4 separate regions of the Mus musculus genome follow, and regions 1, 3 and 4 are each linked to region 2. Evidence: chromatin contacts called from public ChIA-PET, HiChIP or PLAC-seq and Micro-C data. All regions are on one chromosome and are shown on one strand. The core of a region is the stretch at or near the end of the contact, and the rest is flanking DNA. Distances in the headings are between cores, read along the strand shown. Region 1 holds the start of B230206L02Rik (RIKEN cDNA B230206L02 gene). Region 2 holds the start of Rsad1 (radical S-adenosyl methionine domain containing 1). Region 3 overlaps Gm35338 (a long non-coding RNA gene). Region 4 overlaps Gm38956 (a long non-coding RNA gene).

Region 1 (6,870 bases), core at 2,222-4,721, 420 kb before region 2:
GCTCTACCAAGGCAAAGCCTAGGCATCCAAGCATGGGGCTGCTACGGAGGTGAGCGGGTTTCGAGATGGGTACAAAAAACATTGGCTTAAAGGATTTTTGGAAATGTCCACATCACGATTTCTGGTCTTTGAAGTTGCAGACGAATTTCTGCTGCCGCCTGCCTCTAAAGACACTCAAGGAGATGCCATGGAGTCAGCTTAGTGAGTTGCTTCAATGGAGACTTTATCCAAGCTGATAGCAACTAGGAGTTACATAACTCAGCAGGTCACAGAGCTAACTAAGCCCATTACAGGCCATCAATCCACAGCTATTTCCTGGCTTTTATAGCTGCTGCTGGAAAGAAAGGAGGGGGTAAAGATTAGGGGGAGAGCATGTGTCTGTGTGCCTGGAATAACCCTCCAAGGTCACACTCCCCTCACCTCTCTGCACTTGTCACAGGAACCTGCTAGGCCACTGCCCTTGCCACTAAGAGACTCACAACAACCCTCCAACAACCCTGGTGCTCTGTGTGGCCAGAACTTTAGCTTGGTCTTTTTTTCTCTCTGAACCTTGGTTTTCAATTCTAAAACACAACAGTGCTGGACCAGATGGGTTGTAGGATAGCTTTCTGCCTTGAAAAAGATTCTCAACAGCCGGGGATGGAATGGGGTGGGGGAGTCCTCCATCTGTAATGGGTGTTACATGTTAGTGGATCTTCCTGAGGGTAAAGAAGATGAAGTAGACATCACCAGAAGGTTGGGGTAGGTGAGGTTTTGACTGTTGGCCCTATGGAGGGAGACGAGCTTCACCAACATTCAACATTCCCTCTCCAGGATGCTAACACAAAGAGAGCATGTGTCACACAGCTGGCTAAAGCAAGCACAGGCTGAAGGATGGGGCATCTCAACAGCAGGGATTGGCAGCCCCAAGCTCAGGGAGTTTAAGGTTCAGAGGACTCACAGTTATTCCAGATGGATGGAAATGAATGCCCCAAATAACATTGGAAGTACCCCTAGGGAGGTAACTCCCCCCTACCATCTGGTACTGAAAACTCCACCCTGGACTGACCCTGTGCAGTCCAGATCCCCCCAGCTGGCATGACCTGACAACATGGGCAGAGAAAGGGAAGAGCGAGGTAAGTTGCTTGGGACAGAGAGTTTTGTGTCAGGAAATGACAGAGAAGCTGGGGAGGGACTAGATTAGCCGGAGAGTTGGGGGTTCATGCAGAGACCCCTTTCAGGCAGAAGTCAAATTCCCAGACCTTCTTTGGAGGTCCTGACCCAGTACAGAATGACAGGAACAACCCTTGGGCAGGAAGGCCAGTCCTTCACTGTCCCTCCCCAGCTCCGGGCCGGGCCGATACAGATAAAAGACTAGAAGATGAGGGTGGCCTGCTGGCTGCAACACTGAAGCAAGCTGGTAGCCATGCCCCCGTACCTCCCTCCCACATCACTCACACACACACACACACACACACACACACACATACACACACACACACACACACACACACACACACACACACAGTGGCAACATAATGGAAAGAAAGGTAAAGATTAAGCGCCATGGAGCAAATTTCCATGAAATGGATGTGACCCCAAACAGAGGTGACCCCTGAGGCTAGTGGCTTTTCTAGAACTCCAGACCCCTCAGATCCTCACCTGCACTCAGGCACTCAGGGCTTCTCCTTCCTCCAGGGGTCCATCACCATGGTGAGGAATGCGATGTCCTCAAGACGAGACAGAGGGTGAGCCTGTATGAGTCCCCAGCCCCACAAGGTAGGCAGTTCCAGAATGGGATCTCAGGGTCACTGTCAGTTACCTCGGGGCAGACACCTGGGTTATCTGAGAGGCTCTGATACCAAGGCTGTATAAGACACCCTAGCAGAGCTCTAGAGGTCAGGCGGAGACCCTAGAGACCATTTGGGGACACCAGGGAGTCTCAGGGCACTGGTTTACATAGGAATGGTGTTTGTAGAGGCCAAAGGAGAACATGTGACCACTAGACAGTGCTGCAGAAGCTTCCTGGCCCTGACAAGGTATTCCTGCCTCTGCTCCTCAACAAGTTCACCTCCCTCCCGGGGCTGCAGGCTGAATCTAAGGAGAGCTGAGAGAGCCATTTTGTACCTCACTGCTCTCAGCTTTCCCCTAATGAATTCAGTGCCAGGGACTACATGCAGATCCAGTGGACAACAAGGCTCATGAAACAGGATGGGGAGTGTCCAGGTCTGGGTGTCTTTCCAGGGCCTCTTTGTCCTTGTTGAAAGAGTTGAGAAGTCAGCATGGACTATTCTAGAAACTTCCCTGGGCTGGGCAGGGGGACAAGAACCCAAAGATCATTACAAAAGCTGGAGGTCAGGCCTGTGCCTGTCAGCTGGCTGGCCCGTCTTCAGTTCTGTCCTGAGCCCTAAGAGGCTTAGAGCATCATGTTTGGTCCTGACCCACTAAAAATGTCTAGCGGTACCCACTCTCCATTTGTGACAAGAGAAACGGGTTCTAGATGCTGCTAAGTGTCCGCTGGGAATACAAAAGCAACCATCCACTTGAGAGCCATGGCCTTAGAGGACAGGTGACAAGGACTCCAGGAGGGTCCATCCACCTCATGCTAAAAGCCTTTTCACCAGCAGTTCTTGCTGTGGCCTCTTCAGGGAAATCTGGTAATGATTATGACCTAGGCAGGTCTCCTACCATTCATCTGAAGGGAGTGTGTGGAATTCAAGTCCTATCCACAGGGTGAATGAAGGGAACATCTTCCCACAGGGAAGAAGGCCTGGATAACAGCAAGCTGGGGTAGCCTGTACTTCACTTCCTGACCCTAAGAAGTACATGGCCACTAAAGGTACAAGGCCACTCAGGGCAGCTGAGTTGCACCAGAGACCCCTACCCTTTGGAACTTCTGGAATGAGGCCTTGCCCCTCAAGCAGGTGGCTGTATGCTCAGCCCCATTTGGAACCTTGCACATGGCTTCCCTGACTCAGACTGCTGTATGTGACCTGTGCTTGTCACATCTCAAGATTACTTCCTATGGCTAATGACCTGGACACCTGGCAGGTGTCCCTCCCCCTGAAGGCAGGGGATGGGCCTAATGAAGCCAGCGGCAGCTTTTAATTGTGGGTTCTAGAGTGGAATGATGGGGGAGGGAGACACACTAAAACTTCCAGGAGCTTCCACATCCTAGCTGGCTCTGCAGTGTATTGTAAAGACACTTGGTATTCAATGCCCCTGTCAGGTCTCAGTTCCTTGTTTATAAAATAGAGGCTTTGGAGAACAGGGTGTGTAAAATTTTCCTGTGCCTAGGAACATCCTACATGATAGGGTTTTCAGGTACATTCTGTCACTTGGGTCACACATTATCCTACCAAATGACTATTCTCACTCTCAAGTTATAGCCAAGGAAGCTGAGACTTGCCCCAGGTTACAAAGTCAGCAGGTGTTGGGTCATGTGATCGGGTCTGGCCCATAGGTGGCGCTGTTGAGCACTCCAGTGGCTCTGTAAAAAGGCCAACTCGCTGGAGGACGGAAGGGTGGCCTGAAGACTGAGGAGGGGCAGGTCAGGTGCCCAGTCCAGAGAGGAGGAGTTGAAGATGACAAGGTTCGGAGCTCCAGGGACTGGGTGGTGGCAGTGCTATTAATGGAAACAGGGAAGTCCGGAGGAGGAGCAGGTTTGGGCCCAGGAGGCGGAGTTCATCCTTAGACATGTTGACCCTATTATGCTAACAGTGGGCTATTTCGGCTGAGGTCTAGCCACAATTCAAGGAGGAAAAAATTAAGGCTTAGTAAATATTCTTGACCAAAGCCAAGCTGCTCTTGCTATGTCCCATGTTCCCTGGCCTGGGCCTCAGGCTGCAGTGTTAGGATGGCAGCAGCCTAGCCCCAGCCCCAAGTTCAAGCCCTAATCCAGCCGCTGGGGGTCGCCACTGTGCACAGACTGGCAGAGCTGCCAAGGTGTGCCAACCGAGAAGAGGGTTTGGAGCCAGGATTCCCCTCACAGGAGACAGAGGTCTCTTCCCTCTTTGTAGAGGTAGCAGAGGCTCACGAGCAGAACCGAGTATCAGGCAGGTTAAGCTTTCCCCAAGAGCCTGATTAACCTTCTCCATCAGGTCTCGGTGACCTTGGAGCCAGGAGGGAAAAGCCACAGAGCCCCCTCACCTCTGGTGCTTTGAGAACAGCTCTCCCAGTTGCCCGGGGCGGGGGGCGGGGGCGGGGGGGACACAGTGTTCAGGGCTCTAGTGACCTCGCTGGGAGCAGGATCCCAGCTGTTTCAAGCCTCCACATGTCTCCCTTGACATTTGCGTCAGCAACTCTGCCCTTTGACCTTTCACTCCCCAGAGAGGACGGTGGAGGCAATCGGGACTAATTATTTGCAGTTCGGTGTGTCCAGCAGTTTATTGGGGTTTGACCTGGCTCTCTGGTCTCCCCCACCCCAGCTTTATGGTCTTGGTCTCCCGAGGAAGTTAAAGAACCAAGGGCAGGAGTGGTTCCTCTTGGCCTCCTGGTGTTGAGAGCCAGGTGGGAAGGTACGCTTGTAAAAGGGCTTGGAGAGGTGTCCCCACGCAGGCACGCACGCCCAGCGCAAACTCTGCCCCCCACACCCTTGGGCCAGCCTCCTGCTGTGCTTGGACTTGTTGGGACATGTCCCCAAGTGGACTGGGGCCAGGAGAAGGGGATGCCAGTCTCCTGGCTGCTTGCCCAGGCTGGAAGGGGGTGGAGGTTGCAGGACTCCGAAAGAGCTGGGGGTGGGGCAGGTGCGGTGGAGTCCATGGGGCTCCCTAGGCCCTGGGCCCATGAGGTATCTGGTTCCCTCTATATTTGGCCTTGACATTACTAGCATGCCCTCTCAGAGGGGCAGGCGGCCAGCTGTACCCAATGTCTCCTCACAGGGACCGGATTATTTGAGGGCTCTGGGGGAGACAGTTGTAGCCCAGGAGGGCTGAGAGGCTTAAGAGGACATTTCCCCACAGATCCCGGTCAGAAAGGAGTCAAGGATAGATGGCACAGATAGATGGCCCTGAAACTTTTCTAAGAATTCCCAGTACACTCACTGGAATGTTCCTTTTGCTCAGGTTCCCCGAGGAAGCCTAGGCTCTGTGGCATGGGTGACGTGGGGCATGATCCCAACCTCTTCCCCAGGAGAGGTTTTCTAGGTATCCTGGTACCCTCAATAAAAATAAAAACAAAAAACCCAAATAACCACAGATCATTTTATGCAGTAGGCACCTATAATCCCCACATTGCAGGGGCTGAGACCGGAGGATCACAAGGTCCAGGCCAGCCAGTGCGGTATACCTAATGAGACTGTCTCAGAAAAAGATACGAAAAGGGAGCCCCGTCCACATACATACAGAAAACAACTTCGTTATAGATTGAGTCACTGGAGGAAAGGGTGGCTGGCTGGTCCTCAGTGTTAGCGGTCTCTCTGATTACTATTTCCAAAAAAGCAACTGGGATCGGCCAGCAACTCCAGCTTTCCAATATGCTGAGTGCACTCATGCAGGCCAGAGGGACTAGGAGTGTCCCTGTCCCCGTGCCCCCCACCCCCAGGGGAAAGTGTCTTTCAGACCCTATGTCACTTTGAGAAAACCTCACACTTCACTATACTGTCTCCTTTCTCCTGCTGAGGGCAGAGCCACACACGGCAGCAGCTGGTCCTAGGCATGGTTGGTAGACTCTTGTTCCAGGAAATGTTAGTCCTTCCACTCCTTGGCCAGAGCCCAGCACCAACAGCAGCCAGCCCTGTTCTCGGAGACCCTCCCGAGTGTTCCATGGCTAGCTGTGGTCACCTTTGTGGTCTCAGTGCTGGTCGCCTTTGCTTCCCTGTGCCCTCCCCTCCCCCGGCCTCAACAGCAACAAGCAGGTAGCAGGTAGGCTTCACATCTTACAGGCTGGAAATGCAGAGGGCTGCTGCATTGCTGGCTCACTATTGGCTGCAGGACCCAGGCTGTCCTCTGAGAAGTCACATGGCTACCACGCTCCCTGAGAAAGCTGCTGCTGTGGCAGGTGTCTGGATCAGAGAGGCTCAAGCGCCAGCCACGGCCTGGCCCTGTGATCTGAGACTCATTGTGAATCTCTCTCCCTTTGACTTCAGTTTCTCAGTCTATAAAATGGGTGTATGAATAGCTTGTCATGGGGCCTAGGGTGAGCACTAAACCAGAGGATGTTTGTGAAAGTCCTTTGTGGACTACAAAGGTTATGGAGGGTGGTTATTATTCTTATGGGAAACTAGTAAACAGTAGGAGAAAGAACACCCCCAAAGCTGATCTCAGTTTGTGGGTACAAAGACCAGGCTCACACCCACCAGGTCTGTGATCTGGGGTCCCCTCCAGCCCTGCTGAGGAGCCAGTCTGAGCCAGTAATCCGTGATGCCTTGGCTGGAAAACAAACCTTCTGCTGGAGTAGAAGCCAGCCTCTGGCCTGTGGTAGGAGGAGCCCAAGCTTCTAGCTACAGTGATGGGGGGGTGCACAGCTACTGGTGTTGATTGCCCCCCACTAGTAGGAAAGTATATGGAGGCACTCCTTTAGACGGGTTTGAGAGCCATAATGCCTAGGGCCCAGAGAAGGCCCAGGGCTCACTCAGTCTTTAGTGGCTAAAATGCCACTGTGTAAGACACAGTAGGGGACCTGCTACCTCCTACCCCTCTCCTGCCCTGCCCCATTCCCAGCCTCACCACTTTAGTGAGCCTCAGTTTCCTTATCTGTAAAGCAGGGTTAGGTGTCCTTCCCCAAGACCCCTGGGTGTGCAGGCCCCAAGAACCCTCAGGAAGGAAACTGAGGCCCGGTCACCTTGGAAAAGGAACAACAGTTTTGGCCTTGACCAGTGGCCAAGGGGGCAGGTCTCCTGGCCCAGTCAGGCTCCAGGTCCCCACCCCCTCAGCCAGCTGCTCGGCAACCAGT
Region 2 (6,695 bases), core at 709-3,208:
AACACTCTTAACCTCTGAGCCGTGTCTCCAGCCCATCTTCCTTCATTTTTTGCTACCTTACTCACTGAGTCGAAACCACAGTTGATACGGTTAAGTCTGGCTAGCCAGCATTAAGCAAGGCGAAGGGCGGATTCCTTCATCTGTGCCCTCAAGTGCTGGGATTGCAGGCAGGCTGCCATACCCAGCCAGCGTTTGTGTGGGTGGGTGAGGATCCAAGGGCTGGTTTACACTTGCCCAGTAAGTGCTCTAACCACTGCACCATCCCTTACCCACACCTGTGCAGCACCTACCATGTGGCAGGTACTACATGAAACGCCTAGACTATAAAGGGTTAAGCCAGCTGGGCCTTGTGGCCTGTAATTCCAGGAGTTGGAAGGCTGAGGCAGGAAGACTGCTGGGAGTTTGAGGCTAACCTGGGCTACAGTGTGAGCTCCTGTCTCAAAGTCATAATGATAATAATAATAATAAAATAATGGCAGCTAGTGATATAGCTCTTTGTGGAATGCTTGCCTACATGCCTTGGGGTTTGATTTTTATTATTATACAAACTGGGCATGGTGGCACATGTCTGTAGTCCTAGTATTAAGATGGAGACAGAAGAGTCAGGAGCTCAAGGTCAACCCTTGGCTACATATAAAATTTGAGGCTAGCCTGAGCTATAGGGTACCCTGTCTCAAAATAACGAAGACATTAATAATAATAATAATAACAATAATGATGTTGATGATGATGATGCCAAAGCCTGCCTCAGGAAGTGTATGGGCCAATATGTCAAGAGACAAACAGTAAGAAAAGTGTCACTACACAATCTACTGTGTACTAGACCCTGGTGCCCAGAAATGTTTTCTCAATGACTAAACACCATCCTAGGATCTGGGAGCACTGGGGTAGGGTGAGTGAGGTAGGTCACCTGTAAACCAATGGACAACCTGTTCACTCCTGCTGCTCCAAAAGCTGCCAGCCTAGGACCTGGGGCTGAAGTGGGGTTAGCCTCCAAGGTGACTTCCGAATCGGCAGGCAGGTAGACTTCCTGAGCCACAGCCTCCAGGACAGCAGCCACAGTGTGGGGACTGGCCAGACTCGGGGTTCCTCCACCAAAGAACACAGACTCTACTCTGGAGGAAGAGGATGGAGACATAAAACCCCGGGGAAAACCCTTGGGGAACATCCTCCTGTAGTGTCCTCTCCGCCCAAGACCTTGTCTAATGTCCCCAGTACTGACCTCTGCACCCCGCTGAGCCGCAGCAGCGTCCTTGCCTCAGTCACCAGGCAATTCCGCACGGTCCCCTCCTCCACGCCGCGGGGGATGTACTTATTGAAGTTGCAGTAGCTGCAGCGTTTCTCGCAATAAGGCCACTGGGGACAGGGGATGCGTGTGTGAGCTAAGGCGGGGCTCTGGGCTGCCCAGGCCACTTCCAGGGTTTATCTCACACATCCCCGTTCCCATTCTGAGGTTGGTCAGCGGTGGTTGCGACAACTAAGCCACTCTGCGTCCCGTGGGCAGATGGCGATGAGATTACTATGCCCACTTTCGTGAGACAAAACAGGTTCCAAGAGGGACACCCAGCTAGTAAGCACCAGACTTGAGGTTTTTGGCCAAACACTTATTCCGGTGGCGAATGACGCGGGCAGATGTTGTACCAGATGTAATGTTAGGCACGGACAGCGTGCATGTGGGCTATGAACGGAACAGCCACGGCCACCGCCTCCTTCTGCTCTCCCCTACTCACTCACGTGCACGTAAAGCGCCGCACGCGTGCTCGCGGACTCAGGACTCGGAGGCTGTCCCAAGCTGTCCACACGGGGGCGCCGCTGGGCCGCCCTGGCCGCTGCCACCCATCTGCCGGTCCGGACCCCGGAGGGAACCATGGCGCGCAAGGCGGCAGAAAGGAGGGATGCGAGACCTCGACAGCGTGCCCAGCAGGGGTGTACCCGGGGCTGGGCCGCGTGGATAGCCCTGGCGGAAGTCAGAGGGGCTGCGTGACCTCGTATTGCCTCTCCCGGAGTGGCTAGAGAGCCCACGGCCTCGTGTCTGCGGCGCCACCTGGTGGACACTGTTGCACACACAGCCTATTCGTTCTCAAGGACACAGCCAGTCTATCTTTTGCCAAGGACGCAGAATGCCCCGCCAGCCTCTTGGCTCCCTGTGTCAGAGCGACTTTATTGACTCATACAAGATTTCTTTGTTTGTTTGGGTTTTTTTCAGTCAGTTACTTAGATTGGTGTGTACCTGGCTCAGATCTGAAAGCCAGGCCTACTAAAATCAGGTCAGTCTAACTGGCAGGGGAGACACTAACCAAGTTAAGAGTTAATTCGGTACTAGGTAACTGGCTGTGAGCTGGTGGGCCTACAGAAGTGTGCGTGGGAGTCAGCGGAAAGGAAGCTCACGGGCTGGGTATTAGAGGAACAGAAAATCGTTGGAAGCCAGGGGCGGTGGCTCACACCTGGAATACTAGAACTCCCGGAGGATTGTGGGAGTTCCAAGCCAGCCTGGGCTACAGTGTGAGAGCCTATCTCATAGAAACAAAAGAGGGGGAAAGACATGATGGCTCAGCAAGGAACGGACAGTTGCCCTACAAAGCAGAATGGTCCCTGGATGCCAAATATGTAGTGGGAGAGAGCCTCGCTCCACATAGTGGTCCTTTTGCCTCCATGGGTGCACCTTCTAGCAAACTCATGTGTGCACATAATACACACAGATACAATAATAAAATCAATAATTGTGGCATAAATACTGTATACATACATACATACATACAGGCAAAATACCCAATTACGTTTAAACAAACGAGAGAGAGAGAGAGAGAGAGAGAGAGAGAGAAAGTAAAACCTGAGGCTGTCCCAGCAACCACATGGTGGCTCACAACCATCTATAAAGTGACCTAATGACCTCTTCTGGCACGCAGGCGTACAAACACATATATTTAAAAATAAATAAAATTTAAATATAAATAAAACTTTGTTTAAAAAAAAGAAAAAAAAGTCATGTGTGGCAGAACAGCCCTATAATCCAGGTCTGGCTGACTGCATGAGACAATGTTTCAGAAAAAAGGAAGCAGGGCTGGAGGGGCTGGCTCAGCAGTTAAGAGCACTATCGGCTCTTGCGGAGGACCCTGCACCCACACACTGTGGCTAACAACCATCTGTAAGTCGGAAACTCCAGACTTCCTCCAGCATGCACATGGTGCACAGACATATGCAGGCAAAACACATGAAATAAAATAAATATTTTTTTAAAGGAAGGGAGGGAGGGGAAAGAGAAGAAAAGAATTCCACTGGGAACTGGCTTGGCAGGGAGGGTGGGCTGTGGTCTCTGAGTCAGGCCAGTCCTTGGCATCAGATGGAAGAGGTCGCAGCAATGGTGTGTGCAGGAGAGGCAGGACACATGTGAGGGGCTTGGAGGAGCTATGCCCCAGAATGGAACGATCATGGGCTTTGGAGTCGAGTTGTCGTAAAGCAGTTCTTCCTCAAGAAAGTAAGGTGTTCGGAGTACAGCATCCAGGAAGAACCAGTCAGAACAGGCCACACTCTCTGTTCTGGTCCCCTCTAGAAGAAGGATTGTCTTTCAGTGTGTTAGCCCAGCACTATGTGGCTCTAGAGCATACAACTTAGGGAGTGCTGTTTTCCTGTCCTTCAGCTGCGGTTGGAGTGGGGCACACACAGATGAGGCTCTATCTACACCAGGCGCCCTCCCAAGCCTAGGGCACCAGCCTCAGGACATCCTGGCCTTCTTCTCTCCCTTGCTGTAATACACACTCTTCATGTAACAGGACTGAATGCTCTGTCCATGGGGCTAAGCCAGTGAAAATTAAACCTACTTCAGACAGCTAGGTCTAAGAGAGTCACATCTCTTGCCAATGATCTAATGGCTCAGGAGGCAGACGGTGTTAGGAGAAGAGAGCTGGTTTTAGAAACGGCAGGTCAAAATCCCTTCACTACCATCTTGCTATGACTGATACTTGTGGTTTTTTTTTTTTTTTTTTGCATTTTTTCATTTTGTTTATTTGTGTGTGCATGTGTACGGGCACCCATACTACAATGCTTAAGATCAGAAGACAAACCAAGGGATTTAGTTCCTTGCCTCTATTTTGGGGGTCCCAAAAGTCAAACTCAGAGCATCAAGCTTGATAAGTGTCTTTTACCCACTGATCCCTCTCACCGGTCTCCTTTTATGCATCTTTTAAAGTAGAAAGGAATGCAAACCCACCGAAGGGTGGACAATAAGTGTGATAATAGGAGTAGCGCTATTAGGAGGTGTGGCCCTGTTGGAGTAGGTATGTCATTGTGGGTATGGGCTGTAAGTCCCTCTTCCTAGCTTCCTGAAGCCAATATTCTGCTAGCAGCCTTCAGATGAAGATGTAGAACTCTCAGCTCCTCCTGCACCATGCCTGCTTGTACGCCACTATGTTCCTGCCTTGATGATAACAGACTGAATGTCTGAACCTGTAAACCAGCCTCAATTAAATGTTGTACTTATAAGAGTTGCCATGGTCACGGTATCTGTTCACAACAGTAAAACCCTAACTAAGACAGAATTTGGTACCAGGGAGTGGGGTATTTCTGTGATAGGGTTGACTATGCTTTTGTCTGGAAGGATGTGGATTGGGGGCTTTAGATTTGGAAAGCAGTGGAATGCTTTAAATGGGGCTTAATGGGCCACCCTAGTAGGAATATGGAAGACTTCATTACTGAGAATGGTTTGAACTGTGCAGACCTGGCCCAAGAGGGTTCAGTGGAGAAGAATTTCATATGTAGCCTAGAGACTGTTTTTGTGGTATTTTGGTGAAGAATGTGGCTTTTTGTCCTTGACTGAAAAGTCTACCTGAGTCTAAGGTAAAGAGAGTTATATTAATTGCACTGACATAGGAAGTCTCAAAAAAGCCCAGCAGAGACTTTGTTCTCTGGTTAAGTCTCATGAAGAGCTTTTTGAACAAGCGTAGGAAACTTAGAAAAGAAAAAATATAAAATATATAGTTCAAGTATTAAAGGGGCACCAGGAAGTAAAATGAAGCTGAATCCTATGTTCTTGGAGATAACAGAGTAAGGGATTTAGGGGCAAGATCCCATCCAGCTAAATTTAGATCCAGGCATGCAGTACACACCTTTAATTCCAGCATTACAGAGGACAGAGGCATGCAGATCTCTGAGTTCAAAGTCAATCTACAGAGCAGTTTAGGCAGTGAAGGAGCTGGAAAAGAAGAAATGAGTGATAATGTAATAGAACAAGGGAGCCATGTTCCAGCTCCTGCAAGCAGCAGAACTCAGCAGCTTCAGCCATGTGGCTCTGGCGTTAGAGTGAAAAATAGAAGGGACTACTGGGACCATTGATGCTGGTTAGCTGGAGCTAAGAATTTAGTGGTAATTAAGAAGAGACCAGCATTACCCACCCAGGTGAAATCTTCTGGGAAGTGTTTTCCAAGAGCACGAAGTTGTGTTCCAGATATAGCCAAGGCTGTACCTCCTGAAGCAGCTGTACTTAATGTGTAAGAGGCGGTTGGTACTGGTTTTGAAGGCATGAAGGTATCATGAAGAGCAGCTGAGGCTCTGCACTGTGAGAGGCCATGGAAGGCCATTGGTGAAGGTGCAGCCTCAGTTGCAATTGATGGCCCAGGACTGAAGGGGTCATGCAAAGGAGTTGAGGCTTGGCACCATGAAGAGGGCCTATGAGAGGCTATTGGTGAAACCAAGTTGCAGTAGAAGACCCCAACGTATTAGAGATGTCAGTACCATGAGATGAACACCAAGAACAGCAGCAGCAAAGGAGTGGATCAACCTGAGCTTAGAGTGCTACAGAGGGCAGAGCTGGAGAAGTGACAACAACACAGAAGATCATGGATGGATCCCAGACATTGAAACAAGAAGCTGTAACATTGAAGTTGCCTTGGAAACCCCAAGATGCCAGAACCATGGGATGTCTGCTGAGGAAAGCTGCTAACAGGGAGTGGAGCCCAGGAGAAACAAGTTTGTTGCAGTCAACAAAAGATGAAAAGGAGTTGAAGATCTGAAGACTGCTTTGACATCAGCCATGGAGATGCAGAGTTTGGAGTTTGCCCAGCTGGTCTCCTGTCTTGCCTTGGTTGATACAGTTAAGTGATTGGATGAATCTCAGAAGAGACTTTGAACTCTGGACTTTTAACACTGTTGAGACTGCTATAGACTATGGGGACCTTTGAAGTTGGACTAAATGTATTTTACACTATGCTATGTTTAGGTATGGTCCCCATAGACTCATGTTTGGACAAGCCTATGGGGGCCAGGGAGCGGACTGTGATGGTTAGTATATGCTTGACCCAGAGAGTGGCACTATTAGAAGTAGGTATGTCACTGTGGGTGTGGGCTATAAGACCTCACCCTAGCTCCCTGGAAGACAGTATTCTGCTAGCAGCCTTCTGATGAAGGTGTAGAACTCTCAGCTTCTCCCGCACCATGCCTGCCTGGATGCTGCTATGTTCCTGCCTCAAAGATAATGGACTGAACCTCTGAATCTGTAAGTTGGCCTCAATTAAATGCTATCTTTATAAGAGCTTCCTTGGTCATGGTATCTGTTCACAGCAGTAAAACCCCGACTAAGACACCGGTCTTGCTTCACTTGATTCTGGTTGCCCTTACATTTACTCAGCTTTAAAACCAATAACCGGGGACTATCTGGAGAGATGGCTCAGCAGTTAAGAGCACTGGCTGCTCTTCTAGAAGTC
Region 3 (6,455 bases), core at 3,039-5,538, 390 kb before region 2:
ACTCCACTTGCTCCAGCCCAAAGATTTATTATTCTACATAAGTACACTATAGCTGACTTCAGACGCACCAGAAGAGGGCGTCAGATCTCATTACGGGTGGTTGTGAGCCACCATGTGGTTGCTGGGATTTGAACTCAGGACCTTTGGAAGAGCAGTCAGTGCTTTCACCTTCTGAGCCATCTCACCAGCCCTAGACTCCCTTTTCCATCTGGGGTCTTGAATCCTGATACACAAGGCTGGCACTAGTAGGTGCTCATTAAACATCCTCTTCTACTCTCCCCTTTCCTCTTAGAATGTTCAGAGCAATGGCTACTGCTGTTTTGATTTGTATGAAAGCTAGCCTCGTTGTTCAGCTACACTCTATGGGAGTGGCCAGCTGTCCGGGATTATGAATTATTGTGGCTCATCCTAGGGCAACCTATTGTCCTGACTGAAAAGCCTATACCATAGCCAGAGATAGAAAAGGCAGTGCATGAAGTCATAGGGGAATCATGCTGGTAATTGAGTTCATCTTGGTGATGTGCCCTGTTCTATTTTCTTGGTTCTAGGATCCATCATTTACCTACCAAGATAACTACCTTACTTACCATGTAAGTTCCTGGTGTGAGTGGAAAAAGATAAGTCGTTCTCATGTGTGCATATGCCATAAGAGATGTCTCTATCTTTTAGAAACGTGAACGATGCAGGCGGCTAGAGGGCTCGCTCGGTAGCTAAAAGTGATTGCTACACAGGGGCAGCAATCTGAATTCAGTCCCCAGGAGCCATGGAAAGCAGGAAGGAGATGACCAGCTGCGTGGTTAGCTTCTGACTTCCCCACACGTGCTGTGACCCACACCCACACCAATAAATATATTTCTACTTTATGCGTATTAGTGTTTACCTGCTTGTATGCTTCAGTACAGCCCGCATGCCTGGTGCCTTCAGAAAAGCATGTCGAATCCCCTGGAATTAGAGTTACATACAGAGCTGCCATCTGGGTACTGGGAATCGAACCTGGGTCTCCTAGAAGAGCAGCCATTGCCCTTAACCACTAAGCCAACTCTCCAGCTCCTAACAAGTTTTTTAAAGATAAAGATGTGAAGCCTTCCTTCAGTCAAATACAAGGAAACTGGGTTTTCCCACGGTGAAGGCGAATAACAATATGGGAAACCATCGCAAGTCATATCCATGGCTTACGGATTCTTTTTTAGGTTTTCTTGTCATGGGTCTAAAAACTTTTTAAGCTGGGTAGAGGTGGCGCATGCCTTTAATTCCAGCACTTGGGAGGCAGAGGCAGGCGGGTTTCTGAATTCCAGGTCAGCCTGGTCTACAGAGTGAGTTCCAGGATGGATGGCCAGGGTTACACAAAGAAACCCTGTCTCAAGAAACTAAAAATAAAATATAGTCAAATCTGATGGTGCAGGCTCGTGATCCCAGACACTTAGGAAGATGATGTTGAAGGACCAGGAGTTCAAAGCTAACCTAGGAGCTATGTGAGTCTGCACAAGAGCAGAATAGATAATGAATATGCAAAATAAAGTAAAAGGAGGAAAGGGGTCCTGTGGAGATGGCTCTGTTGGCAAAGGCTTGCCCTGCGAGCATGAAAACCACTCAATGCCCAGAACCTATGTGAATAAAGGTGTCAGGCTGGATGTTTCCATTTGTTAATCCCAGGGCTGGTGAGGAAGAGATGGGTAGATCCCTGGGGCTTACTAAATAAACAGTGGGAGGCTGGTGAGAGACCCTGCCTCCAAATTCACTGTGGTGCTAGGTTGACACATGTATTGTTATTGGAGGGCAATTTAGCCATATCCACGAACATTCAAACCACATTTGTCATTTGAGCTATATAGCAAGGTTCTCTTTGAAAGCAAACAAGCAAATAAGAGAACTTCCAGAGGGAGAGAAATTCCACCATCCATAATAGCTGACCGCCTCCTCAGAGAGACTAGCGCGAGAGGCAGCCCTTTGGAAAAACCTGCTTTACAGTGATCCCAGCTCTTGGGGCGGAAGCTGGTCTCCGTGGGATCTAGACTAAGTTACGTGTGAAGCCTCAGTTCCAGATCTTGCAAAATGGAAAAACCATGATCCTATCTCCTGCTCTGGCTCCTGTTTGGTTAAAGACTCAAATGCAAGGAACGTGGAAGGGAATGAAAACCCTAAGCGCCTTAGGCCTTCCTTTGGAGGCAGTATTTTGAAGATAACCCCACATACACTCCTCAACCCCAAATGCAAGGCTATAAGCAGATATTTACCATGATCGTCCAGGTCCCAGTGGGTGCCCTTTGCCTCCTACAAGGCTTTCTCCTTATTGCTGGCAAAACTCCATACTTCAGGTAGTGGCCAAAATCTCAGATAGATCCCCTGGGACCTTCGAAGGCGTCTGTGGGCAGATCCAGCTGGTGCCACCTTCTTTGATGCCACCTAGGGTCACACAAAGGGCCCCAGGTTTCCACCATTAAACTCTGGTTTGTCCCTTTGAAGAAAGAGTCTACAGAAAGGTTCACAACAGAAATGCAGAGGCGTGACTTCAGCAAGGCCAATGTTAACATTTAGATGGGAAATCGCAACCCGCATGGAGCTCATTTGACCTCCACAGGCTTTTTACGCATCGGATTCCCCGCCCCCCCCCCAAAGCCACAATCCATCTTGTTCCGGCAGGCGGCTGCTTGGCTATGGCAGGACAGGTTGTGGCAGTTTCCATAGCCTGGGCCCCTGAGGGATCCTCACAAGAAAGCCTCAGGCTTCCAGGGCCGGGGCTCTGAGCTGCAGCTTGGATCAGGAAGCCTGGAAACAGAGAGTTCCTTCTTGCCCAGATTTTGGAGACCCAGGAAGATTTTACACCTCCCATTGGTGTGGAGAGGATTCCCCCAGTCGGTAAGAGCCATGGCTGGGCAGTCATCTGGTTTTCCAAAGCATTGTTTGCATCCCCTGTCTGTTTGGGGCATGATCCGATAGGGACTTAAGGGGACTTAAGCCATTGAGTTCCCTCAACAGAGCCAGATGTGGTGGTATATGCCTATAATCCCATCATTCAGGAGGCTGAGGCGGGAGGATTGAAAGTTTATTGCCAGCCTGGGCTACAGGGTGAGTTCTAGATTAATCCGGGTTATATAATGAGACCCTTTAAAAAAGAAAAGAAAAGAAAAGAAAAGAAAAGAAGAGAAGAGAAGAGAAGAGAAGAGAAGAGAAGAGAAGAGAAGAGAAGAGAAAAGAAAAGAAAAGAAAAGAAAAGAAAAGAAAAGAAAAGAAAAGAAAAGAAAAGAAAAGAAAAGAAAAGAAAAAAGCCAGGCAGTGGTGGCACACGCCTTTAACCCCAGCACTTGGGAGGCAGAGGCAGGCAGATTTCTGAGTTCGAGGCCAGCCTGGTCTACAGAGTGAGTTCCAGGACAGCCAGGGCTACACAGAGAAACCCTGTCTCGAAAAAGCAAAAACCAAACCAAACCAAAACCATAAGATAATAAAAGATATCCTCCCAGCTGCCTGTGTCTGTGTAAAAAGTATCTTGTCCCCATTTATGGATGACTAAACTGAGGTTTGGCTAAGCCAGCTCACAGGGCTACCCCACCCTTGTGGACAATGTGTACCCTCATTTCTTCCTCTCAGTTCTCCAGGCTGCTTGTTGCCCCAAAGACGAAGTTCAAAGGCCTGGGTAAGACTGTCATCTGTGACCTTTGGTCACCCTGGACTTTCTCACCGAGGTCTGTGTCTCCAGGGGGTGCCCCTGCCCCCCGCCAGGACTATGAGCTTTGGCAGCCTCACGGGGGCACTTTTCACTGGTCCTGGGCATGCCCCTGTGGGGAGGGCAGGTGTCGAAGCCGACCTCCGCCCCAGCCTCCCTTCCTGCTGTCTAGAAGCCATGTGCTCTCAAGCTCGGTGCTCGCATTCCTTGGGAGTCTCTGTTACCAAAACACGGTCTTAAAGTACAGGAAGTTTGGAAAATGGAACAAAGGTGTTTGTCACAGTGCCACGGGCTGAGCTAGCGCTGACCACCGTTGCTGATGGCAGTTTTCCTCGCTGCTGTGTGGGCAGAAGTCCTGGTGAGCTGCCTGGTTTTCATACATTTTTTTTTCCTTCATCCTTTTTGGCTTGTTTGGGACCTTTGGAAGCAGGGGGAAAGCCTTCATAGCACAAAGCACAGATGTCAGGAAATACTTGCTTCAGGAAAGAATGGCAGGCAGAGGTGGGTCACGGTTGGTCCAGATGCTGTCTGGCTGTAGGCAGGCGCACCCAGTACGGCCTGAGAACCCCATAGCCATTCACCCCACAACCCTTTCTGACATCATACCATGTGACTTGGTAGACCTTCAACAGAGACACACGGGTGACGGAGGAGGAGCCCAGGCTCAGGGCAGAAGGACATACCGAGAGTCTGTCTCCTCCCAGCCTGAACAAGTAGCCTAGCCCACAGGATTGTAGAGCAGGAGCCCTCCCCTTCAGCCCCCTGGGAAGTTAAGGAAGAAGGTGACCAAGAAAGCAGGAAGGCTCCGGGTGAACCCAGGAACGCCATGGCCTTCATTCAGCTCTAAGCATGAGACTCTGTCATTTGCCAGCAAAGGTCATGAAGTTTCTTCCTGGAGGTTTCTAAGAACAGGGGCACGGGGAAGATTTTATGCACCATGTCAAGGGCCTGCTAGCCACAGGCACTGGCAAGGAACAGGGGCCTTTTAAATGACCTAGGAGCGAAGAGGCCCCTGCAGCTTCTAGGACAAAAGAGGGTGTGACTTGAAGCTGGGATGGAGGTGGCCTTGTAGACATTAGCCAGGACACTGGCTTTCCTTACTAGCCAATAGCTTCTGGAGCCTCTGTAGGCAGCCAGGAGGGAGGGGCAGACTCTGTGGCAATCCCTTGGCTGAGATCCGGGTGTTGGAGGGCCTGGTAGACAGAGCAGGATTACTCTATAAAGATAGAGTAGTATTCTTTCTCTAAAACCGATAGATCCCAGGCTGCGGGGGGGCCAACCTGGATTGAAAAGGCCTCAGCGAGGGAACTTGGACCGCCCCCATTTTGAATCTAAACTGTGTTAGGCACAAACGGGTAACCAGGAGAAAGCAATAAGAAAAACAAAGAGGTAAACAAGCCAGAGATAGCAGCACACACCTGCAATCTCAGTGCTCTGGAGGCTGAGACAGGGGGATTTCAAGTTCAAGGACAACGAGCTATATAGTGTTTGAAAGAAACCCAAATCCCACGCCACCACCAGTGACAGAATTGGAAGTACAGAAGGCACCCTGTTTCTTCTGTCCCCTTCCCCGGAGTTGCTGGGAGGATTCTGAGAGCCAAGAGGGACTAAGGCAGCTAGTGTACTCCCTGGGGGCTTCTTTCTTCAGCAGTGATTCTCAGAGTGACTTACACTCAAACAGCCAAACCACCAATTCCTCTTCACACCCTGCCGAGCTTGTCTGCCCTTTCACAAGATCCAGGCCCTGCAGATACAGGGGTCAGAATCCCGCTAACCACGCTCAAAGGTAATTGGCATCAGGGGTTTTGAACAGGTCTCCATCCCCTCTTAAATGCCACACCCCTCACCGCTGCCACCCCCCCACCCCAGCAGAGATTACAGCTGCAGCCCCGTCTCTCCTGCTGTGCTGTGAGTGGTGGTTTCTGGGATGCAGTGTGGGGTTTTGTCTGCCTTCCCTGCCCTGTGCCAACTCACCCAGCAGGCCTCACTGCCTTGGCAACGCATTGCAAAGTCCACACAAAGGGAAACTGCTCAGGGGAGGTTGGTCCTGCCTGACGCCTGGAGAGAGTTTCCATGGCAACGATGACATCACTAGACTCGTTTGGCTACGGAGCCAGGCTCTGAATGGAGGCGCCTGGGTGTTCACACTGCAGAGATGTGGAGAAAGGCTTGTCGGGGACTCGCCAGCCATGCTGGAGTAGACGGGCCTGTTGAGAATTCCATACGGAGCCCTGCCCTTGGCTTGCAGTGAGGGCTTGTCAGTCTCCTCACCTACAAAGGGAACCTACAGTCTATTTAAGTGAGGGTGGACTGAAACCGTGCATACTCTGCAGGCCTGGGGTGGGGGTGGGGCACACTGTGACGTCTCCTATGCTGGCACCTTTAAGTGATTTCCAGGGAAATGTGGGAGCAGCCCGAGCTCTTGACCACTGGGCTCCTTCGTGTTTTATCCCTCGGTGAGCCTGTGCTTGCGTGGAGAGAAGTCACAATCAATTATCAGTGGTCGAATCCTCGCCCCTGCCTTAGCAGGGAGGGAGGGATGGAATGGGATGTGGAGAGATAAAGAAGGAAGACTTTAGGGGCTGGATGGTGGCTCAGAGCTTTTCTGGGTTTTCACGCTCAGTTCTAAGATAGTGAGTCCAGACCCAGCAGGAAGGCGTGCCAGGCACAGGTGCCTCCCTCCCTGCACCGGGGCGGGGGGCACGGGGTCGCACCAAGGCGGGGGCAGGGGTGGGCGTGGGGTCTGGGATGCAGACAAGAGTATCCCTGGGCTTCTGTGTGGGCCCCTTGGGTG
Region 4 (6,496 bases), core at 2,428-4,927, 270 kb before region 2:
GTCAATACCTGGCCTGCGAATGAAGTCCAGAAACAAAACTTCAAAGGACTGAAAGAAACAAGAATAGAAAACCAGGCATGATGACCAGTCACAGTGACATCAGTCTCAGCCTCATGATGAGTTCAATCCAATACGAGTATGTTAGACCCTGTTGTAAGAAAAGAAAGAGGCTGGAGAGATGGCTCAGTGGTTGAGAGCACTGACTGCTCTTCCAGAGGACCCAGGTTCAATTCCCAGCAACCACATGGCAACTCACCACTGTCTTGTCTATAACTCCAAGATCTGACACCTTCACTTAGAGACATACAAGCAGGAAAAACACTGATGCACATTTTAAAAGAAGAAAGAGAGAGAGAGAGGGAGGGAGGGAGGGAGAGAGAGAGAGAGAGAGAGAGGAAGTCAGCCATGAAGGTTCATGGGTCCCATCTCTCAGGAAGGTAAAAGAGGAAGATGGTCACATGTTCAAGGCCACCTTGGGCTACAGAGTACTAACCCAGCATGAGCTAGAGAGAGAGAGAGAGAGAGAGAGAAAAAAAACAAGGTCGTGCTATACAGCTAAGCGTATAAACTTCTAATCCTCTTCCCTCCATCTCTTTTGTGTTTGTGTTTTGTTTTGTTTTGGTTGGTTGGTTGGCTGAGTTTGTTTGTTTGTTTGTTTGTTTGTTTGTTTTTTGAGACAGGGTTCCTCTGTGTAGCCCTGGCTGTCCTGGAACTCGCTCTGTAGACCAGGCTGACTTCGAACTCACAGAGATCCACCTAAAGGCCTGGCAGCCTCCATCTCTTGAGTGCCACCCTTACAGGATTCTCCCACCACGTCTGATTTTTATTCATTTGCAGACTCCTGCAGTGGGTTGAGCTTATCGCTGGCCTTGGGTTGCATTCGCGTCGTGATGGTTGCCCGGCTCACAGAGCTTCAGGACATGACTTCTTGGTCCACTACAGAAGAAATCTTCGGAGCCCTGGGGAAGAGAATTGGTGGGCTGGGGGTAGAGTTTCATGAGCCGGACCTAGAAGAAACATTATCATGCTTATTCCATTGGCTGGAACTCAGCCATCTGTCTCCGTTCTCTGTGTGTCCCCAGGACACTTGCTGCCACTTCCTGTTCTTCCCCATAGCAGACCTTCCATCCTGTATGCTCTGTTGCAACCCCACCCAGGTTCCAGTGACCTATGGTTCAGCATCTTTAGGTCTTATGTGTTCCCCAAACCTTATATCTCAAGCAGTGGGTCGGACCTCTCACACTGCAGGATGGAGTCTAACTTGATCCCATCCACCAAGCCTCATTTTCCTTCTCTGGCTTGTGATTCAGGGAACCGTTCATTCTGTCAAGCGCCCAATCTATAAAGCCCAGAAACGGCCCTGGCTGTCACCAGTTCCTCCATGAAGGCTCCTTGAATCACTTCCATTTCACAAATCATTCTCTCTCCACCCTGTACCGACTCAGCCCAGCTCAGATTCTCGTGTTAACCTCCTCTCAAGCACCAACGACCCCACAATCGTTTGAAGCTGCATCTTCTAAATCCGATCTAATGACATCACTGTGCTGTTGTCCACGTAACCACATTGCTTGAGGTCCCCCATCTGTGTCGTGGCAGGACTGAGGTGGGGACTCTGTTTTATGAGCGTTTGGAGACCTGGGATTCCACTCCTCATTCCTTGCAGGATGAGGAGCCAGAAAGCACAAAGACCATTCTTCACATAGCAGAAACCCTCAAACGGTGCAGAGCCAGCCACCTCCTTTGCACACACTCAGAATCCTGCAGTGGGTCGGCAGCTTTACTGAGGGGCCTACTGTCGTGTCCCCCACCCCCAACACACACACACCTGTTCTGTTTCACTGAGATTCCTAATCCCCAGAGCTTGGCAACCAGGCTCTTTTCACAAGGGCAGCCTTGTCTCAGGACACTGTTCTTGCAAGACAAAAACCTTTCCGAAAGACCCCCGAGGGTCACTATGGTCCACTCTGCCTTTCTTATCTTCCTGAAGATGAGGCAGCCACTTTGTGAAAATGAATTGGGTTAAGAGGAGTCTGGGATTCGGTCTTTGAGACTGTCTTTGTTTCGGCCCAATCTTCTTTTCACTCACCCACCTTCATATAAGATGTATTTTTTTCTATATTTATTTAAGACAAGGTATTGTCTTACTACACAGTTCAGGCTGATCTTGAACTCTTGATCTCTCTGCCTCTATTTCCTGTAATGGGTTGATTGGTATATAGCACCACACTGGCCTTACAGTAGCCCCTTTTACATACATTAGCTTCCTGGTTATCTGTCTCCTGACCAAAAAGTCAAGAAACAACGTAGAAAAATGCAGCTACTTTGTTTCCAGGCACTGTCTCAAGAAAGCAAGGCAACACTGTTTCCAGCCTGCAACACTGTCTCGTTAGGGTTCTCTTCTTCCCAGGGAACCCGCGCAAGTGTCTGGCTTATTACGTCTGGAGCTCGCTCAAGTCTTACTGAATGAGTGAATGAGCACAGTGACATAGATGACCCTGTGAGGCAGATGATGGCATTGTGCTTCCTTTTCCCCCAATCACTACGACAGGCCCCGTGATCGCTCACAAACCAGGCTCTGTGTCTAGGGCCTAGACGTACCTTCCTCTCGGCAGAACTGGTGGATCTCAAACAGTGCCTACCAGGTCTACAGGTGGCAACTCTGTTTGCCCACGCGTTCAGGTTCAAAGTATCAGTCCCATCCCCTTCCTGTCTCCTGTCCTCCCCAGCACTGGCAAACACCAGGGTCACAGAGTCAAAGTGACTCCTGAGCGTGGCTACCTCCTGGGCCACCACTATTACCAGCTTTACCTCCGAGGTGGCAACATTTCCTAACTGGGCCCCTGCTCTCCTTCTCCCCTCCCTGACCCATTTTTCTTGTGCAGACAGGAACCTCCTGACAAACTCAGGTTGCTTCTCCCTGCCCTATCGACTGCTTCAGACAACTATTCTTACACGTGGAATAGAGTCCAGAGTCCTCACCAGATGCTACAATATGCATGCGAACATGCACACTGTCTATCTCTCATTGACTCTGGTCTAGCCATGTAGCCATGTGTTTCGCATACACAGGCTACTGTTCCAAGACTTTGGTTCTTTGCACTGTCCTGACCTGGAACTTTCTTTCCCACCGGTGGGCTTGGCTCCCTCTTTTTCATGAGCTCTCAGTTCAAACACGCCAGCAAGCCCTTTCCTGCCTACCTCATCGAAGAAGGAACAGCACCTTCTTCGGATCATTTTTTTTGGTAGCCCTGCCCAGTGTTGGTTTTCCTGTTTATGAGGTGTCATTATCTCTAAATTGTAAGTGCTGCACGCACAAATCCTACTGTGTGCTGGCATACTCCAGGGACTAGAACTGGGCCTGGCACAAGGCAAGCCTGGCATACACGCTTAACAGGGCAAAAATGAGAGGGCATCCAACAGACAGAGACACTGGCAGAGGCAGATCTACTGGGCACAAAGGACTCGGAGCACGGGCCTTCATGGCAGGTCTCACGTTCTCCAATCCCCCTGTCTCAGAGTATACCACCAATTTCTGCTGTCTCCCAATATGGACTCTGGCCTCAGCCATGGGTTTTCTTTGGCCAGGGAAACATTCACAGAGTTCAGGGAGATAAGCTGAGGCCTTATCAGCTCTCTGCCTCACCGCAAGAACATGCCTGGGCATGCCTGCAGCGGGGATGCAGAAGTCCATTCACAGTGTGGACCAGCCAGTGCACAGGCCTCACCGGCAGGTGTGTGTGGGGTGGGGGTTGGGGGTGGGGGCAAGGACCAGCATGACTGTGGCCCAGGGAAAGGTAGCCAAGTTGAGTCTGCAGGCTCCAGATCCAGGAGACCTGGGAGCTAGGCTGTGTAGGCAAGACTGAGCAGTGTAGCATGAGACTTCATATTGCCTTGAGCCCCAAGGACACACTAACTGAGGGGCCGAGGAAATGGGGAGATCAGTGAAGTGGGACAGGAAGAGGACACAGATTGCAGTGTGAGGTCATTGCTCCTAAGGTGGGCTGAGTCAGGGACAGGAGTTCTGAGTCACTCAGAGGATTCTACCCGCCGGTCACATAGCTCCCCATTCAGGTCCTTCAATCGCATTCCCCCTTTCTCTCCCAAGACATTCAATACTTCTTATTTCCTGTTACAGCTTACCTGTCTAATCCTAGTCATTGCTGTCAAACTTTAAAATTAATTCTCAGGGGCCAGAGAGATGAGAGTACAAGGACCTGAGCCTGGATCCCCAGGCCCCCCGGCTGGGCATGGCTGTGCTCTAATGGTGGGGACAGGTAGATTCCCAGAAATAAGAAGAGAGCAATCAAACAAGCCACTGGTGTATTCCTCTGGGCTGTACATGTGTGTCAGCATTGGCATTTGTGTGCACGCGCACACGTACACACATATAAACAAACAAACAAAACAAAACAGATATAAGACCCAATGTAATCTACATAAAGATTTAAACCATGCCTGAGACAGAGTTCAATGGCCCTAGCCATGGAGAGAAGGCTGGCGTAGGAATTCTCTAGAAGCACTCAACTTGTCTGGGCGGCTTCACCGAGCTTCGTGAGGTCTCTGACCCACATCTGCAAGCGGTACTCTGAGTAGCCAGCTGCCTACGGGAGGCAGGTTGGAGACTGCCTCTTGGCAATGGCAAATTCAGGGAAATTACAGAGGTTGGTGTTTGTTGGTTTTGGTTGCTTAGCAGCTACACACCATGGTGGAGGTGGGGCTAATCCAGAATGGGAACCCCCTACAGGCCAAAGATCCCTCACAACATCCCTACAGAGTTCGTGGGCACTGAACCTGGGCCCCCTGAGAAGCCAGGGCCATCAGAGATGCCATTCATCATGTCCCCAGCAACAGCATCCAGGGGCAACTTGACCCTGGGGGCAGCAGGACGGTCCTCTAGAGTCCTTTCCTGTGGTTCTACTGCAGTCTTATGGGTTCCTGGACAATTTAAGAGATGGGTCTTCTTAGTTTACCTGGTGATTCTGTGGACTGCTCAGTCACCCTTCCAGAAAATTCTCACTGGGCAGAATTAGCCAGCCTGGTTTTCTGCTGTGTACAACCAGTAGCTCGTCTTTGTCTACCTTCTACCCCACCTCACCTCTTAGAAACCACATCCAAGAGCCCTGTCTCCACCCTTCAAGTTACCAGGAGCACAAACAAACCCTGCGGTCCTGGAGAAGATGAGTCAGCCTGTACCAGAGTACCAAAAAACAGGGTAAAAGGTGTGACAGGCTAGTGTTGGAATTGTCAGCCAGGCTTCTTTCTTGGTGTATCATCCTAGCCTGTGATGTATCATAATGCCTTAGTTTATCAAGGCTGTGCTGTGGGAGCTTGACTGCTGAACATTGGAGTTCAGAGCCTTGCCTCAGCAAAACCCCAACCATGGGAGGCATTCTCCTGCCTCACCCCAGCTTCAGCATCTGGGTGCCACAGAAGTTAGGGGACAGAGATACCAACATTCCCAGAACACCCTACACGTATCTCCACATAAACTGGACATGGTGGACTATATGGTTTGTCTGGAAAGAGAGGGACCGAGATAGCCCAGTCCTCCATTTCCTCCTCAAGAGGCTGAGACAAGGTTCTGGGGTCAGAAGACGCTGAGGGTCAATCAGTCTGAGGTCTGGATGGACCATAGACTCCTTGGATGTACCCAGCAACGGTAGACATTGGCAACGATGTATCTGAAATATATAGACATTTGCAAAAGATGCTGAGTGAGGCCAGAGGCCGTCTTTGTAGATGTCCACTAAAACAAATTAGCATCCAAAACCAGAAGCTATCTCCATGGCTCCAACTGGAAGGAGAAGGAGGAGGGACACTTAGAATTCGCCAAGGCAACCTTGAATTTTTCCAGAAAAGAATGCTTTCACGCCATGCAACATGGGAAAAGGAGATGGAGGTGAAAATTTCCATGGACAGAAAGTAAAAACACTCACACGTCTGACTTGAGGGCCTGAAGTCTGCCTCCATTATAGAGATCTCACTCAGGAAACCTTGCTGCCCCTGGTGCCCACGAAGACAAAAGCCAAGGAGGACATGGTGAGTTTTACAGGGAGAGTTTGACATCTAGGTAAAATGACTTTTTCAGTAGGCACCTGGGGTATACCGGGCTCCTGGAATGTGCTGGACACCATGCTCAAAATGAGATGAGGCTCCCCACTCTCTTGGATAGCGCTCAGCGCAGTGGGGATTATCATTTTGCTGACGAGGAAAGCACAGTATAGGGTACTGAATGAAGGAGTCAGACTGCATGCTTCCCATAGCTCAGTTAAATCACGCCAAGCGGCTGCACGGATAGGTTTCTGGGACAACCAGGAATACAGCTCTGGAACTTTAAACCCGAAGGTGGTGTTGGGAGAGATGGGAGGTTCCGGAGGGAAGGGATTTACTAAGGCGCAGGTTCTTGGGGCGAACTCTGGAAGGCGTTGTGCGACCCCTCGTGGATGTGAGAGAAATAACAGCGTGGCACTTCCCTGCGCATGCGTTGCGTCGGAGT

Evidence for each region. A called contact is a pair of places that touch in the nucleus more often than the background predicts. ChIA-PET counts read pairs in DNA pulled down with a chosen protein or histone mark. HiChIP or PLAC-seq counts read pairs in DNA pulled down with a chosen protein or histone mark.
Region 1: a Micro-C map of embryonic stem cells shows a contact between it and region 2, with 2.5 times the contacts expected there. The contact joins the promoter of B230206L02Rik here to the promoter of Rsad1 in region 2. A contact is called at or near these places in 3 of 39 promoter capture datasets (cranial neural crest, embryonic stem cells and neural stem cells), 1 of 15 datasets of contacts at CTCF or cohesin (the NIH/3T3 cell line), 35 of 484 Hi-C or Micro-C datasets (the AML12 cell line, B cells, the Ba/F3 cell line and 23 more), 8 of 115 datasets of contacts at active chromatin or transcription factors (embryonic midbrain, embryonic stem cells, hepatocytes and 3 more) and 1 of 9 other capture datasets (embryonic stem cells).
Region 3: a FOXA1 HiChIP or PLAC-seq map of pancreatic cancer cells shows a contact between it and region 2. The contact joins the enhancer-like site here to the promoter of Rsad1 in region 2. A contact is called at or near these places in 4 of 115 datasets of contacts at active chromatin or transcription factors (astrocytes, embryonic stem cells, forebrain and 1 more).
Region 4: an RNA polymerase II ChIA-PET map of memory CD8 T cells shows a contact between it and region 2, with 20 read pairs. The contact joins the enhancer-like site here to the promoter of Rsad1 in region 2. A contact is called at or near these places in 2 of 39 promoter capture datasets (cranial neural crest and frontonasal cranial neural crest), 7 of 484 Hi-C or Micro-C datasets (the HL-1 cell line, the N1E-115 cell line, embryonic fibroblasts and 1 more), 4 of 115 datasets of contacts at active chromatin or transcription factors (effector CD8 T cells, embryonic stem cells, memory CD8 T cells and 1 more) and 2 of 9 other capture datasets (adipose tissue and embryonic stem cells).

Annotation. Positions count from the first base shown.
Region 1 is chr11:94,129,985-94,136,854 of GRCm38.p6, forward strand. B230206L02Rik (RIKEN cDNA B230206L02 gene) reads left to right here and starts at 3,472. Exons shown (of 4, transcript NR_167701.1): 1 at 3,472-3,571.
Region 2 is chr11:94,547,249-94,553,943 of GRCm38.p6, forward strand. It overlaps Rsad1 (radical S-adenosyl methionine domain containing 1), which reads right to left and starts at 1,959. Exons shown (of 9, transcript NM_001013381.2): 1 at 1,735-1,959; 2 at 1,223-1,356; 3 at 911-1,115. The coding sequence starts at 1,869.
Region 3 is chr11:94,154,908-94,161,362 of GRCm38.p6, forward strand. It overlaps Gm35338 (a long non-coding RNA gene), which reads right to left. Exons shown (of 4, transcript XR_001780294.2): 1 at 5,636-6,455; 2 at 2,235-2,403; 3 at 881-942. B230206L02Rik (RIKEN cDNA B230206L02 gene) reads left to right here. Exons shown (of 4, transcript NR_167701.1): 3 at 549-590; 4 at 670-863. Among named protein-coding and RNA genes, the nearest start is that of Gm35338, 4.4 kb to the right of the region's middle. RefSeq lists an enhancer at 3,748-6,455. Within about 2 kb of position 4,289, at least 87 of the 459 cell types and tissues checked have an H3K27ac peak or open chromatin away from gene starts, as enhancers often do. A contact at or near this core is called in astrocytes, embryonic stem cells and pancreatic cancer cells, where this site is marked.
Region 4 is chr11:94,270,749-94,277,244 of GRCm38.p6, forward strand. Gm38956 (a long non-coding RNA gene) reads right to left here. Exons shown (of 3, transcript XR_880146.1): 1 at 6,096-6,496; 2 at 5,937-6,003; 3 at 691-1,007. Gm38953 (a long non-coding RNA gene) reads right to left here and starts at 649. Exons shown (of 2, transcript XR_880145.1): 1 at 9-649. Within about 2 kb of position 3,678, at least 60 of the 459 cell types and tissues checked have an H3K27ac peak or open chromatin away from gene starts, as enhancers often do. A contact at or near this core is called in memory CD8 T cells and pancreatic cancer cells, where this site is marked.